Regions from separate parts of the Rattus norvegicus genome. Here region 2 is linked to region 1. Evidence: chromatin contacts called from public Hi-C data. All regions are on one chromosome and are shown on one strand. The core of a region is the stretch at or near the end of the contact, and the rest is flanking DNA. Distances in the headings are between cores, read along the strand shown.

The links. Hi-C and Micro-C count contacts between places; a contact is called where the count stands out from the background.
Region 2: a contact with region 1 is called in a Hi-C map of Schwann cells, with 4 times the contacts expected there. The contact joins the promoter of Rasd2 here to the enhancer-like site in region 1. A contact is called at or near these places in 11 of 12 Hi-C or Micro-C datasets (the A7r5 cell line, Schwann cells, frontal cortex and 6 more).

Annotation. Positions count from the first base shown.
Region 1 is chr19:13,513,620-13,520,109 of GRCr8, reverse strand. No RefSeq gene overlaps it. Among named protein-coding and RNA genes, the nearest start is that of Mcm5, 28 kb to the right of the region's middle. Within about 2 kb of position 4,094, at least 9 of the 93 cell types and tissues checked have an H3K27ac peak or open chromatin away from gene starts, as enhancers often do. A contact at or near this core is called in prefrontal cortex, where this site is marked.
Region 2 is chr19:13,597,772-13,604,261 of GRCr8, reverse strand. Rasd2 (RASD family, member 2) reads right to left here and starts at 4,234. Exons shown (of 3, transcript NM_133568.2): 1 at 3,393-4,234.

The sequences.
Region 1 (6,490 bases), core at 2,845-5,344:
ACCCACAAAAACAGAGATCCTGTGCAACGTTCAACTCTCTCTACTTCCTGACTCCAGGTGTAGTATGAGCAGCTGCCTCAAGCTTCTGCTGTCATGGCTGCCCCAGCATGAGAAATGGTGTCAAGGAACAGTGAGGCAAAACAAGACCTTCCTTTGTTAAGTGGCTTTTTGTCAGGTATTTTGTCATAGCATGGGAAGGTAACAAGACACCTTTGTCCCTTTGTCTTAGTCGGGGTTACTAGTGCTGTGATGAAATATCACGACCCAAAACAACCTGGGAAGGAAAGAGTTTATTTCTATCACAATTCCATGTAAACACTTCATCAACAAAAGTAGTCAGGGCAGAAACCTGGAGGCAGGAGCTAATGCAGAGGCCAAGGTGCTGCACCCAATAACTCTAGCTTGTATCAAAATGGCATAAAACCAGCCAGCACATCCCTCCCTCTTCTTATTCCCACATTGCTTTCTGATGAACAGACAAATAGAGAGCAGGGGGGTGGCCCAAACCTTTGCCTACTCTCAAGAAGAAAAGCCCAAAAGGCAGCCCGGCAGGCCTCATAGGGTGGGGGGAAAGACTGCAGGTATCACATCACACCTCAGTCCAGGAGAGGGGCCAAATTTGGAAGGACAATAGGAGTGGTCAAGAGGCCTGTTGTCAGCCAGGGCTACATCTGGCCCATACTGCTGTGCCTAGCCATCAGGGGACTGGCTCACAGGAGAAAAGCTAAAGCAGGGGAGCCAGAGACAAGGCCAGGGACAAAGCTGTGGCTGTGTAGACCAAGTTCCAAAATAAGCCTTACTCCAAGTGTTTTGTCACCATGGCAACGGCAAAGTTCTGCATAATCTGAAAGACTCACCACCCGCAGTCTTCTTCCCTTCCCTAGGAATCAAACTTCTGTCTCCAAGAGCCTGCCTAGGTCAAGCACAAACATAGGAACTTCACATCCACTGTCCTGAAGACCACTGAGGTCTTCTGAGGCCACCCTCGTCATCCACAGCCTGCACGTCTAAACACTGAGGTTCTGAGACAGAAGCCTTGCTTGGCAGGGTCACACAGCCCAGTGCTACTGAGATTCAGGTCCCAACAACGGTTTGGAGGCCTAGACCAAGCTCCTGTCTTTCTCCATCCATCTCAAGTTCCTCATTCCTTCTAAGCTTGCTTCCTCTCTCCACCCAAAACATTGTTGAGGTAGAGATAAACAGCTCTTTATCCTGCCTGAGGGCAGCCTTGGAGATCAGGGATGCTTTCAAGGAGGCAGGGCCACCAGCTCCTGTCCTCAGGCTCAGTTACAGCAATGAAGCCTGTGCTGTCTATTAGTCATTCTCTCCTGAGGGGTGATGATGTCAAAGAGACTGTCAGTTAATGCTTACATGTGCCCCAGGATTTCTCATTACACTTCTGGAGACAAGCCCTGCCCTGTCTGGACACAATAATTTTTTTTTCTTTTCTTTTTTCTTTTTTTCGGAGCTGGGGACCGAACCCAGGGCCTTGCGCTTGCTAGGCAAGCGCTCTACCACTGAGCTAAATCCCCAACCCCTGGACACAATAATTTTAAGTGGTGTAGGCCTAACCAGTTTATTGTTGTGTCTCATCTCTCTAGAAGCTGTGACTGGTCCAAGAGAAAAAAAAAAAAGACCCAATCAGAGTCAGTCAGATATTTACAGAGGATGTTGAATGAAGCACCTCTTTTCTCCACTGGAAATGAAAGGGGGGGTTATTCCGGTTGCTTCCTGAAATTTCCAGTGCTTTTGTTCAATACCTTATGGAGAGGGTACTTCAGTCACATTCATTAATCAACTAAGTCTACTCTAGCTAGCTGAGCAAAATGTTAAGTATCTATGCTTTCCGTATCAATGGCCCTGAGCCCACAAAAGACCTAGACTGTCAAAGCTGAGTGGCTCCGACTGCCACAGGAAAGCCGTGGCACTGAGAAGTTACTTCCAGGCTTATTCCTGTCCCCACCACCGACCACACAATCCTCTGACCCCACAACTTCTCTCCTAGCTAATCTCAGCATATTTAGAGTTTAACCTGTGTGTGAGACTCTTGACTGCATGATGTAGCTGCTATCCAGGATGCTATCTGCACAGGAATCTTGGAAAAGTAGTAAAGAAGTTTTCCAGGCAGACACCTCAAGTGAGGGGTGTGGCTATGTTGCCTGCACACAGAGGCTGACCTTACTGCCTTCACCTTGATCAGTCTCTCAGGCTGCCCTGCAGTTATCACGGGGACCCCAGCACAAGTGCCCTGTCACATCATTTCTCATCTTGGGACCTCAGACTCTTCATCTGCAACTTGACTTGTCCTCGGTGCCTCTCAGAGTGGTCAGGAGATGAAGGCAGAACAACACGGGGGAAAGGTTTCGCCCACCGTAAGGAGCTGGGCATCAGGGAGAACATTGCTTTTCAGTAGACCGTTCATAAATATGAACCCAGAGATGGCAGAATGATATTCAAGGTCAACTCCTCAGCCAACAAGCAGCCTGGAACTTGAGCTTGTAAGTCCTGCTCCGGCCTCAGGGAAGGAAGCAGAAGGGGAAGGGGAGGACAGTTGACTCTTAGGAGGCAGTGGTGAGTGTCTGAGGTCTCTGTGGCTGCACAGAAATGTCTCAGTAGCTTGAAACTGGCAAATACTCACTGTCCGTGGTTCCTGGGGAGGAGGCAGTGGTGAGTGTCTGAGGTCTCTGTGGCTGCACAGAAATGTCTCAGTAGCTTGAAACTGGAAAATACTCACTGTCCGTGGTTCCTGGGGAGGAGGCAGTGGTGAGTGTCTGAGGTCTCTGTGGCTGCACAGAAATGTCTCAGTAGCTTGAAACTGGCAAATACTCACTGTCCGTGGTTCCTGGGGATTGGCTCAGTACACCGTAGCTGGAATCTGTCTCTTTTATTAAGCTGCAGTCTCCTAGGACAGCTGGGTTGAATGAGGACTATTTCTCATCTCCCTCACACAACCCAGATCTCACTGCATAAACTAAGTCTCGCTGCTGTGCACAGAGGCACACCCCAGCATGTTCGAGATGCAGAGAGGGAGCAGGACCTTCGTGCCAGCTCTCAAGATATCTCTTCTCTTCCCCATCCCTTTCACAGTGCCCCTCCACTACCAGATTCTAATCGCTAAACAGTGGCTTACTCACAGCGAAGTATAGTGACTGGGAGGAGGGACTTCTATGGGCAGTTTAGCAGCAATCTAGACCAGAGCCAAGAAGGGGCACTGCAGGCTACAGTTGCAGGCCCAGTGCTTCAGAGAAAGGGGCAGACAAAAGGGATGGGGTGGGCCAAAGAAAAAAATACCCTCCGTTCCTTTGCACCAAATGTGCCCAGGCCTGCCTGTGCTGGTGGGAAAGCTCACGGGAAGCCTCGTTTGGCCAATCCTCCATTCCCTGCAGGCCCACCCCATGGAAAGGTAGGACTGAGACAGAATAAATGATGCAGGGGTCTCCCCCAGTGAAATGGGGGCCCGAAAGGGCAGTGTGGTATCACTCAAGAAGCTCAAAGGCTTTCATTCATTTTCTGGTTCTGGGGATTACATGTCTGAGTAAATGGCACGCCCGCTCTAGGTGTCAGCAGCCATGTGAGGGAGATGGGAAACCTCATTCAAAACAGCTTTCCTAGAGACTGCAGTCTTATAACAGCAGAGATAAAAGTCCCAGCTTGGTTATGCTCAGCCAACTCCCAGGAACCAAGGGCAATGAGTATCTGCTATTTCAAGCTACTGATCTATTTGCAACCCTGGACAGCAATCTGATACAGGGCCAAGTCTTCTCTGATACAAAGCTATCTTACAATGCCAAGAGCATGCTTGCCCCCAGTATCCACTGAATGGCACCTTCACAAGGCCCTTTCTCACAAACAAGAATGTTGGCCATCACCTGAGACACGGCCCCCAGCACTCCTTTCCCTCCCTCCTAAGTTTGACTTCCCATGCCTACCCCCACCATGCTATCTATCTCCTCGGGAAGCCCTGCCAACCATTCCTCTCCTCTCTAGACCCTTCCTGAGTCAACCACAAGAGGCCAGACAGGCTGGGCTTGAGCAAGGGACTGAGCAGATGGCCTGGGCCCAGGCTAGAGAACTGCCAGGTTTAGCACTGGAGCCTGGGGTAAGATGCTTCCAGACTCCCATGATGCTCCCTTCCCCGGCCGGCTCTGCAGCTCAGGAGCATGTCCATGTGGGGGCTGTGAATGGAACTGTCAAAACAGTACCCTGGCTCCCAGGCTGCAGGATTATATAATGCAGCCTGCCACCCCCACTCCCTGCCTGCCCCTTGGCTGCATCTCCAAGTACAGGGCCACCAGGAACCCACACCCAGAGCATTCGTGGAGTTTCATTGCCTTGGACTCACAATGTTCTTGGTGGCAATGCTGACATTCTCTCTGGATCTTTCTCTCCTGTTTTGTTCTCTATCTTTAGTGTCCAGGACACGCATGGCAGCCAGGCAAATACAGATGATTTGGTTGAACTAAAAGCGTCAGTAATACTGAGACACACCTCAGAGAAAATGACCTGTGCCCAGCATTGACACATTTAATCCTAAACTCTCACAGTATAGGTATTAGCCCCATGATATAGACTGATGAGCAGTTGAGCGCAGGCAAGCATGAATGGACAGATAGCATATTCTCTCCCTGGAAAGGCACTGTACCAGATGAAATAAAACCCATTCTTGGGCAGAATACCAGGATGTACAAGCAATAAGGAATAAATAGTTGCATTAAAAAAAAAGTTTTTAATAAAAGGGCTAGAGAGATGGCTCAGTGGTTAACACCACTGATTACTCTTCCAGAGGTCCTGAGTTCAATTCCCAGCAACCATACGGTGGCTTGAAACCATCTGTAATGGGATCCGACGCCCTGTGTGTCTGAAGACAGTGACAGTGTATTTATATACATGAAATAGCTAAATATTTTTTAAAGTTAAAAATAAAGTTAATTATTGTAACAGACTAGGGAGGAAGTCCAAAACTATTGTCAAAATCCCCATTTCTGATCATTATCAGTCAGGATAAATGAGATTAATGAGTAACAAAGAACTCACTGTCTCAGTGACATAAAACTAAGTCTTACTTGTAGGGGTGAAGACAGATTTCCATTCATGTTGTCCTTCTGAGGAACTTACCTGGAATGACTGCTTGCTGAAGAAAAGCTAGAGAAATGGTACATGAATTATTACAGGCTGTGAACCAGCCATTGGCCAGAGCTAGTCGCTGGATCACTAAGCATGCAATCTTCGTAGGCCCAGATGAAGGGACTGTGGACTCTGGGGAAAGGTGCGATTCAGGGCTCCCGTGCTGAGCTCAGAGACAGGATACCCAGGAAGCCTTCCTGACAACCAACACTCCCTTCGGATGGAGAAAGAACAGGGCCAAACTACAGTTGGGGCCTGACAGAGGGCCACCTGCTTAAGTTATGAGGCCTCAGAGAGGAGCTGCCCAGACAGAAACCACACCAACTGTACAACCGTCTCAATTAAAAACCCTCCCTTCCAGGGCAACCTCATGAACAAAGTCTGCCCGCCGCAACCCATAGCTCTTTGAATACTTAATTCTCCTCTCCTGAGGGAAAAAAGTGGATCCTCCAGGATCAGCTGTGCCTAAGATGCAGGCTCCCTAGAGGCCGGAGGAATAAAAGGGAACCAGACATGGCTCAGTCTCCAGCTGCTAGAGAGGATGTCACTCTAACAGGCCGAGTAGAGATCAAAGGGCCAGGACAGGAGAGGTGATGATCACGCAGCTCTTTGTCATGGTGCCTGATGGAACCCAAGGGCTGGGCTCTACATCCATTTGGGGCCAGGTGCCCAGGCTTTGGAAACTAAGATTCCACAAATCCATGTCAAGAGATCTGAGAAGCTAAGTCACCTCAAGAAGGAAACTAGGGGCCTCAGTACATCTGGAAAGAAGTGAGGGAGGCATGCCCATTTTATTTTCATCCAGGCATGACTACGTGTGTGCATGCATATAAACCAAGTTTTCTGTTCACCTATGTTGTTGGATTTTAACATAAATTGCTAAGATGTCTCTAAGTAGTCAGCAGACTTGGAGCTCAGATGCCCTTTGTGTGAATGCCCACTTCACTCAGTGCTGTGAACTTTGACTTCACTGTGCCTCCGTCTCCTGTCCTATGACAGGCACGCCTGTGTTCTTAGGTCCATGGTGGAGAAAACTAGCAGTGTCAGGTAACCCCAGTGTGTGGCAAAGCCTGTGATCATGTACAGGGCTGAGTTCCTGGGCCCCCTGGGGTGACTGTACAAGAGCCTTGGAATGGGTCAAATTGGGTGTACCTGGTGCTCTGTCGCCCCCTCATGGACATCCTCCTCCTAACACCCCTGACAGAGTCAAATAAGCCCTTTGAACAAATGTCCGGTTTGAAGGTTTGAAAAGCGCATAGGGTACAGCTTTAATCCCAGCGCTCAGGAAGTAAGAGGCAGACAGGTCTCTAGACAGGTCTCTAGATTTACAAAGAGAGTGCCAGGACAGCCAGGTTTAGGTTAGAAG
Region 2 (6,490 bases), core at 2,985-5,484, 84 kb before region 1:
CCCAGCCATCTTTCTACTGTCATTATCAGATTATCATGGGACTGGGGTCTGAGATGGCCTCTCAGGGTGAGTGACACCCGACTGGATGCGTATGCACTCACTCTGCGCCTGCCTGCCTGCCTGAGGCTCCGTACCTTTCCTTAAAACTCGGCTTGGTATCCTTTGTCAATTTCCACAGTGCAAATGATCCCAGCTCCCAGCCTGAAACACGGCCTCCAAGAATGAACGTCAGAGATAAACACATGGGCCAGCTCAGAATACTGTGGACCCCAGGCCTGGCACCAGAACCATCACTCCTGGGCCAAGCCCAGGAGTGTGCCAAGCGTGGGCTAAGTATAGAACAACAACACTGCTGTCTTTTATTTTGCAGCTAATATCTATCACGGGGCTGTGAATGCCAGGCCTACATCTGCTCCATCCCTCAATGACCCAAGGCCAGATGATGAGGGCACTGAAGCACAGAGTGGCCAAGGTCCTGGGAAGGAGCACGCTGTCTGTCCTGCACTCTAGGGACCACTTCCCACAATACACATGCTTTTCTGCCGGGTCACTGTGGGCTGTGTCAGCTGCCCATGGCGGTTCTTACGGGTGGTGGAGTTCTGGAAGGCCCTGTTATTCCCCTACTGAATGCACACCCGTGAGCCTGTGCTTTGGGGTCGCACTGCTGTGCATACAGAAAGTGCTCAATAAGTGATCCCCGATAGGAGAGAAACTGCAGACGATTCTGCAGGCATCCGGATCGCCCAACCCTCTTACTCCTCTGGCCCCAGTCCCACCCTGGCCATGAGGCTTTCTCCCTCCACCCCAGTCTACGTGCACAGCCCCTGGCTGTGCTGAGAAGGAACCACTGGAGACCTGTGGGTTAGTTTCACCCACTCAGTCCTTCTGTAGGGAGGAGGGCTACTGATGGCCTCTCATCAGATGGAGGGCAAGGAATGAACCAGCAGTCCCAGAGATGCTGCCTCCGTGCCCCAGCATCTAGCCAGGCCTCCAGTGACGGAAAGGAGGGAGTCAGAGAAACAAGGCAAGAGAGTCAGAGTGCAGCAGGGAATGGGGGGGGGGAGTAAGAGACAGGAGTGAAGGAGGAGAGAAAGCAGAGGAAAACAGAACGAGGAGGACTCGTGGAGGGATGGGGCGCAGCGTGGAGTTAGAAATAAGAGCTGGAGGATCAGAGAGGGGAGGAGACAGAGGAGGAGAACCTGAGGCTTTCTCAGCTGACAGAACTAGTCTTTTCACATGGCTTCAGCCACGTGGGGCTGTGTGAGGCACCCAGATACCTGGCAGCCAGGTGACAGGGCGTCTGTGGCTCCACCCCCATAGGAGACTGAGGGAAGCCCTAAGGCCCTGTGGGCAGAGCCTCCCCTGCTGCCTGCCCATCTCCCTCCGTTTCCAGTCAGGCTAACCCCGCATTAGGGAAAGACAGAACCTAAATGCCAGAGTGGGGTTGGGAGCAGGGGAGGGAGAGGATTGGGTGAGCCTGAGGCCTGCAGAATCGTCTGCAGTTTCTCTCCTGTCGGGGATCACTTACTGAGCACTTTCTGTATGCACAGCAGTGCGACCCCAAAGCACAGACTCACGGGTGTGCATTCAGTGGGGGAACATCAGGGCCTTCCGAAACTCCACCACCCATAAGAACTGCTATGGGCAGCTGACACAGCCCACAGTGACCCGGGCAGAAAAGCACGTGTATTGTGGGAGGTGGTCCCTAGAGTGCAGGACAGACAGCGTGGGGCAGACCCTCTTTCCCAGTATTCAACCCTGGGGGTCTAGGGAGGTAAGGAATTGAATGTAAGAGGATGTAAGCAGGGTGCTGGGAGGTACCTCAAAGACAGGAGTGGGGCTGTCCCCAGAAAGAGCACTCATCATCCCCAGGAATCTGTCATACAGGGGCTGCCTTATTCCTATGAGAAGCCCTCCAGGGACAGATGGGGACTCTGGTTCTCAAAAAAGTTGAGTCCAAACAGCAGATGCCCGAATGGGAATACAAACATGGTCCTCAGCTGTAAAACCTGACCTCTCACCTATAAAAAACCACCGCCACCCTCCAGCGGCTTGAACTAGTCTTCTCCTAACCGCTCTGACTCAGTGGAGCCCCAGCTGGCACTGGGCAGGGAATGACCCTGTGAGCCATGGAAGAGTCCCTTTTCCTCTCTCCCTCCAGGCAGCTGGGGTGGGCACCCTGCCCGGGATTCTGCACACTCTTGCCAGCAAGCTCGCAGGCAGAGCAACTGTGGGCCATTCACCTTCTTCCCGCGTGTATACCCCAGTGCTTGATGGGAATTGAGCAGGTACAGATGGGTAAGAATGATTTCCTCGGGTGCACCCCAGAGCCAGGTTCGCCACACCACCACCACCACCACCACCGGCCACATCCCAAGCCTCTTAGACCAGACACACTGTAGTCCTGACTCCTCCCCAGTACTCTGCGGAGTCCCGGGGGCTTTACAAAGTCACCCTTCCCATCCTGGGGAGGTCAGGATGGCGGAGAGCAGGGGACATCTGCTTCTGAGTGATCTGATCAGCTCTGTGCCAGCCCAGAAACTCTGTGTGATCTGTGTGAAACAGAGTGATCTGGTCTGCGTCCTCAGCCCACCTCTCCGTTAAACACTGAGTAGAAACAAACCCAGTACTAACAGGTACCCAGAAGCCTTTCCAGTACAGGACTCTTTTCTTTGGGCAGTCTCTCTGAGCAGCTGTGGGCCACCAGGCTGCTCCCAGCCCAGTGGAGGACTTGTGAGGACTCCATCTTGTCCCTCTGAGGCTTAGGAGGAACCTAAATCTGAGTCTCCAAAGCGGGTCGTTAACCCTAGCCTGGCTCCCAGGAGGTCCAGGACAATCAATACCCTTCCTCATCCTTCCTAGACTGGTGGCAGGGTGGGTGGACAGGAGAGTGAGGCTCAGAGGTCCCACACACTGGCCATCTGAGTACAGGAAACCCTTGTAGCAAGGAAATTTTGCAGGAAATGCTCCGAAGCTCATTGGACTCCAGGATAGGTTAAAGGACCCCTGATCTTTCTTGATCCAGGAAGGTTCTGCAAAGGAGGTTTTATCTAGGGGAGGTAACTGCTTCTTCCTCTTTGAGCCTCAGTTTCGTCCGTTTCAAGTGGATTGGCTCTTGGTCTAAAAGAAAGCTCCCAGGGGCAAACGGAGCACACAAGAGCTCAATCAATCCACTTTCCTATGCTATGTAAGGGGCTAGCAACCACCAGATGTAGGCGAGCTGTCTAGTGAGCTTAATTCTTCTCTACGTGGGTAAAGAAAGCGTCTCAGCACGTAGAGGGTACAGTTTAAGTTTCCCTTCTCATAAAATGCCAGCGTCACCGAGCCTGCGTTCCTCTGCTGACCCACTCCACCTAGCCAGCTCCCCCGTTCCATTGGGATGTCTCCCTTACCTGGGAACAGCGGGACGGACCCCGAGCACGGCTTGGAGGGCTCCCTGGAAGCTCCTGGAGGTGTGGGGAACCGCCTGCGGCTCCCGCCGCCGAGTCTCCCGGCGTCTGCGGGGGCTCCAGGGTCACTGCGTACAGATCCTCCTGCGCGCGGCGCCCGGAGCTGGGCTGAGCGCGACAGGGCGAAGAGGCCCGCAGAGCAGGGGATGACCCATGGGTGGGCTCCGAGGGCTCGGCAGAGCCGGGGCGCTGGGCTGGCTCCGGCTCACCGCCGGCGGCCTTGCCCTGCCCTGACACGGGGGACTCCGGTTGAGCCAGGTGCACGGAGGTTTGGGAACGTTCAATTCGGGGTGTCCCCGCCTGGGGCTCCGCGCTGAGGGGGGAGGGGGCACGACTCCGGGGATGTAGAAGCGAACCCTGGAGACTCAGGGGGACCTTTGGGGGTGACGATCGGTGTGTGTCTCCAGCCTACGAACCCGCCTGGCCGCTTACGTTACCTCCTTCTCCCGCCGTGGCCGCGTGCAGGGTAGAGGGACTTGCGCGCCGGGCCGCGGCCTTCCTGGCTGCCCGAAGTCGGGCTGCTGACCCTCGCGGAAAGGACCACCGCTTGCTCCTCGCCCGACGCCGCTAGCTGCGCTCAGCGCGCGTGTGGGAAGGAGCCTTGAACGCCGCCCCGAGGCTCAGCAGCTCCAACTTCGTCCGAAGCCGCCGTCGCTCAGCACTGTGCCTCCTCTCCCCAAAGGGGGGAGAAGTTTCTTAGGGTGGGCTCCTCCCTCGTCCTCTCCCGCCAGCGAACGTGGAGTCCACCCGGGATGGCCCAAGCTCGAGCTCCGGATGCTGCACCCTACGCCTACCTCCGGCCCTAGCGCGAGCGGCGTCCTGAGCCCACCTGCCCAGCGTCGGCGCCAGGGCTCTGCCGCCTGCACCCCGCCCCCGCCACGAGCGGCCAATCAGCGGCGGGTCCCGCGGACAGGCCCCGCCCCCGCCCCACCCCGGTCTCCGAGCCGCGGCAATCCGCGGCTACGCGTGCCCGGGCGCGTGGGGCTAGGGCAGCGGAGGAGGAGGGATGTCCCGAGGCTTCGGCCACGCGCACCGTGACCGGAAGGCCGTGTAGCACGGGCCTGGGAGGCTGACACTGCGCACGCACTCGCCCGCACTCCCGCCCAGGCCGTGGGAACCGGCTCCTGACCTCTCAACATACCCGCTAGCGAACCCCCACCCCGCTCCGATGCCCACCTATGTTCGCCCAGAGCCCGGGACAGGCCGTCGCTTCCATTGTGAATGCTTGGCCTGCGGAGCACATGGGCGGCGCACGTGAAGCCACGCGGGGCCCTGAATCACCTTGGGCAGTGGATGCAGCTCAGAGTGCACTCTGTGAGGAGACCTCCCCTAGCCTCCGGTGGGACCCTAGCCTCTCCTGTCCCGGAACAGAGCCAGAGCGTACTATCCTTGGGAGCTCTTTGAACCAAGCCAGACACCAGGCGTTCTTGCTTCCACGGTTCACATATTTCTTAATGTTTTCTTTAATCCAAGACCCGCTACCCCCAACACATTTTTCAGTCTCATTAATGTCTTTGCCTTACATGGGAAGCCTGTGTCCCGGGCCATAAATAGAAGGTTAGTATAAAACAAGCCCGAAAACAAAGCAAGGCCTCTGAACTGCAGCTGGAGCCTGTCTTTATCCAGGGAGATGGGCGGGCGAGGCCTGGAAGGGGTGGAGGTTCTTGAGGCCGAAACGGACTTTTTTTTCTACTGACTTCTTTATGTGGACCAGGAAGGAGTAGGTGCTGTGTACCCTTCAATTCCAGGGCGTGGGCGTGGGGATGTCCCCTTTGTGGGACAGCCTTCTCTGGGAACTATGTGTGTCCAGGGAGGCCTGGATGAGCTCTTTGTTCCAACCCTTTCTCTCAAATGTTCCTCCCTGTACAAGCTGTAGAAGTCTCTGGACCATGCTTGGGTTATTTCTAAATGGGCATCAATACTGCCCAGTCTGTAGATTAACAAAACTATTAACATGGCCTTGGGCTTAAAACATAGGAAATGGCTTGTTCCGTCAAACCTTAAACCATCTTGATGTCCCCCAAGGGATACTGTCAGAGAGAAGAAGCAACAGGATGGGGGAGGGGCCGAGAAAAGACCAATAGTCAGCCCCTTGGGGCTGTGTTTAAAGCTCCAGCCCAGGCTTCAGTGTGGCTAAGGGACATGCCCAAGGTCACCAGTAGCAAGCAAGTGGCAAGATCCTAGCCCTGTGCCCTTTTCCAAACCAGACTTGACTTCTAGGAACTAGCTTTAGCCTGGAGAGTTTGCACCGGGCCTGATGTGCACAGAGCCTGTGAGCTTTGCAGCAGTAAGCAGGTAGAGTGGCTTCTGCTGGAAGGCTGCAGCCAGGAGGACGGGCGACCAAGCCAACTTTCCACCCTTCTCTTGGGAGTGTGGCAGGTGGCCAGCTCTGAGCTGGCACAGGAACCCAAGCCTTAGGCTTTGAGCCAAGTCCTCCACGATGAGTGGGTCACAGCCCAGTGACCAGATCCACATTGTGCTGGCAGTGCACATGTTGTTGGCTAGCCCTGGGGACCCACCTGGCCCCGCTTCAGCCTGGTTTTAAAAGTATATATATTTCAGCTAACAGGCAGGTGCACAGAAGTGTTGCACATCCAGGAACATTTCATGGAGCCATGGAACCCCACCCACATGGACCTGATTTCTTATTCTTCCCTATACTGGGGTATCTCCACTTGCTGAGGCCTCCTCCCTCCATTGACCTCCCTGAGGCTCCCTCTTTTCCCTAAACCATGACCCCTAGAACTTTTTTTTAACACATCTACATTTTAAATTTTATTTATTCTTCTCTCATACAATACATTCCAAACACAGCCTCCCCTCCCTCCATATTATTCCTCTCTCCCCAGATCCACTGCTCCTCCATTTCCCTTCAGGAAAGAGCAGACAGGCTTCCCAGTGATAGCAAATGCCACCCTTGCTCGAGGATTTTCAAGAGCTCCCATTACCTGAGATATAAAATCTAAGTCTCTCCACCTGGCCCACAAGACAAATCATATCACTCCCTGTTCCTAAATAGAAGCAGGGTGTCACTATTGCAA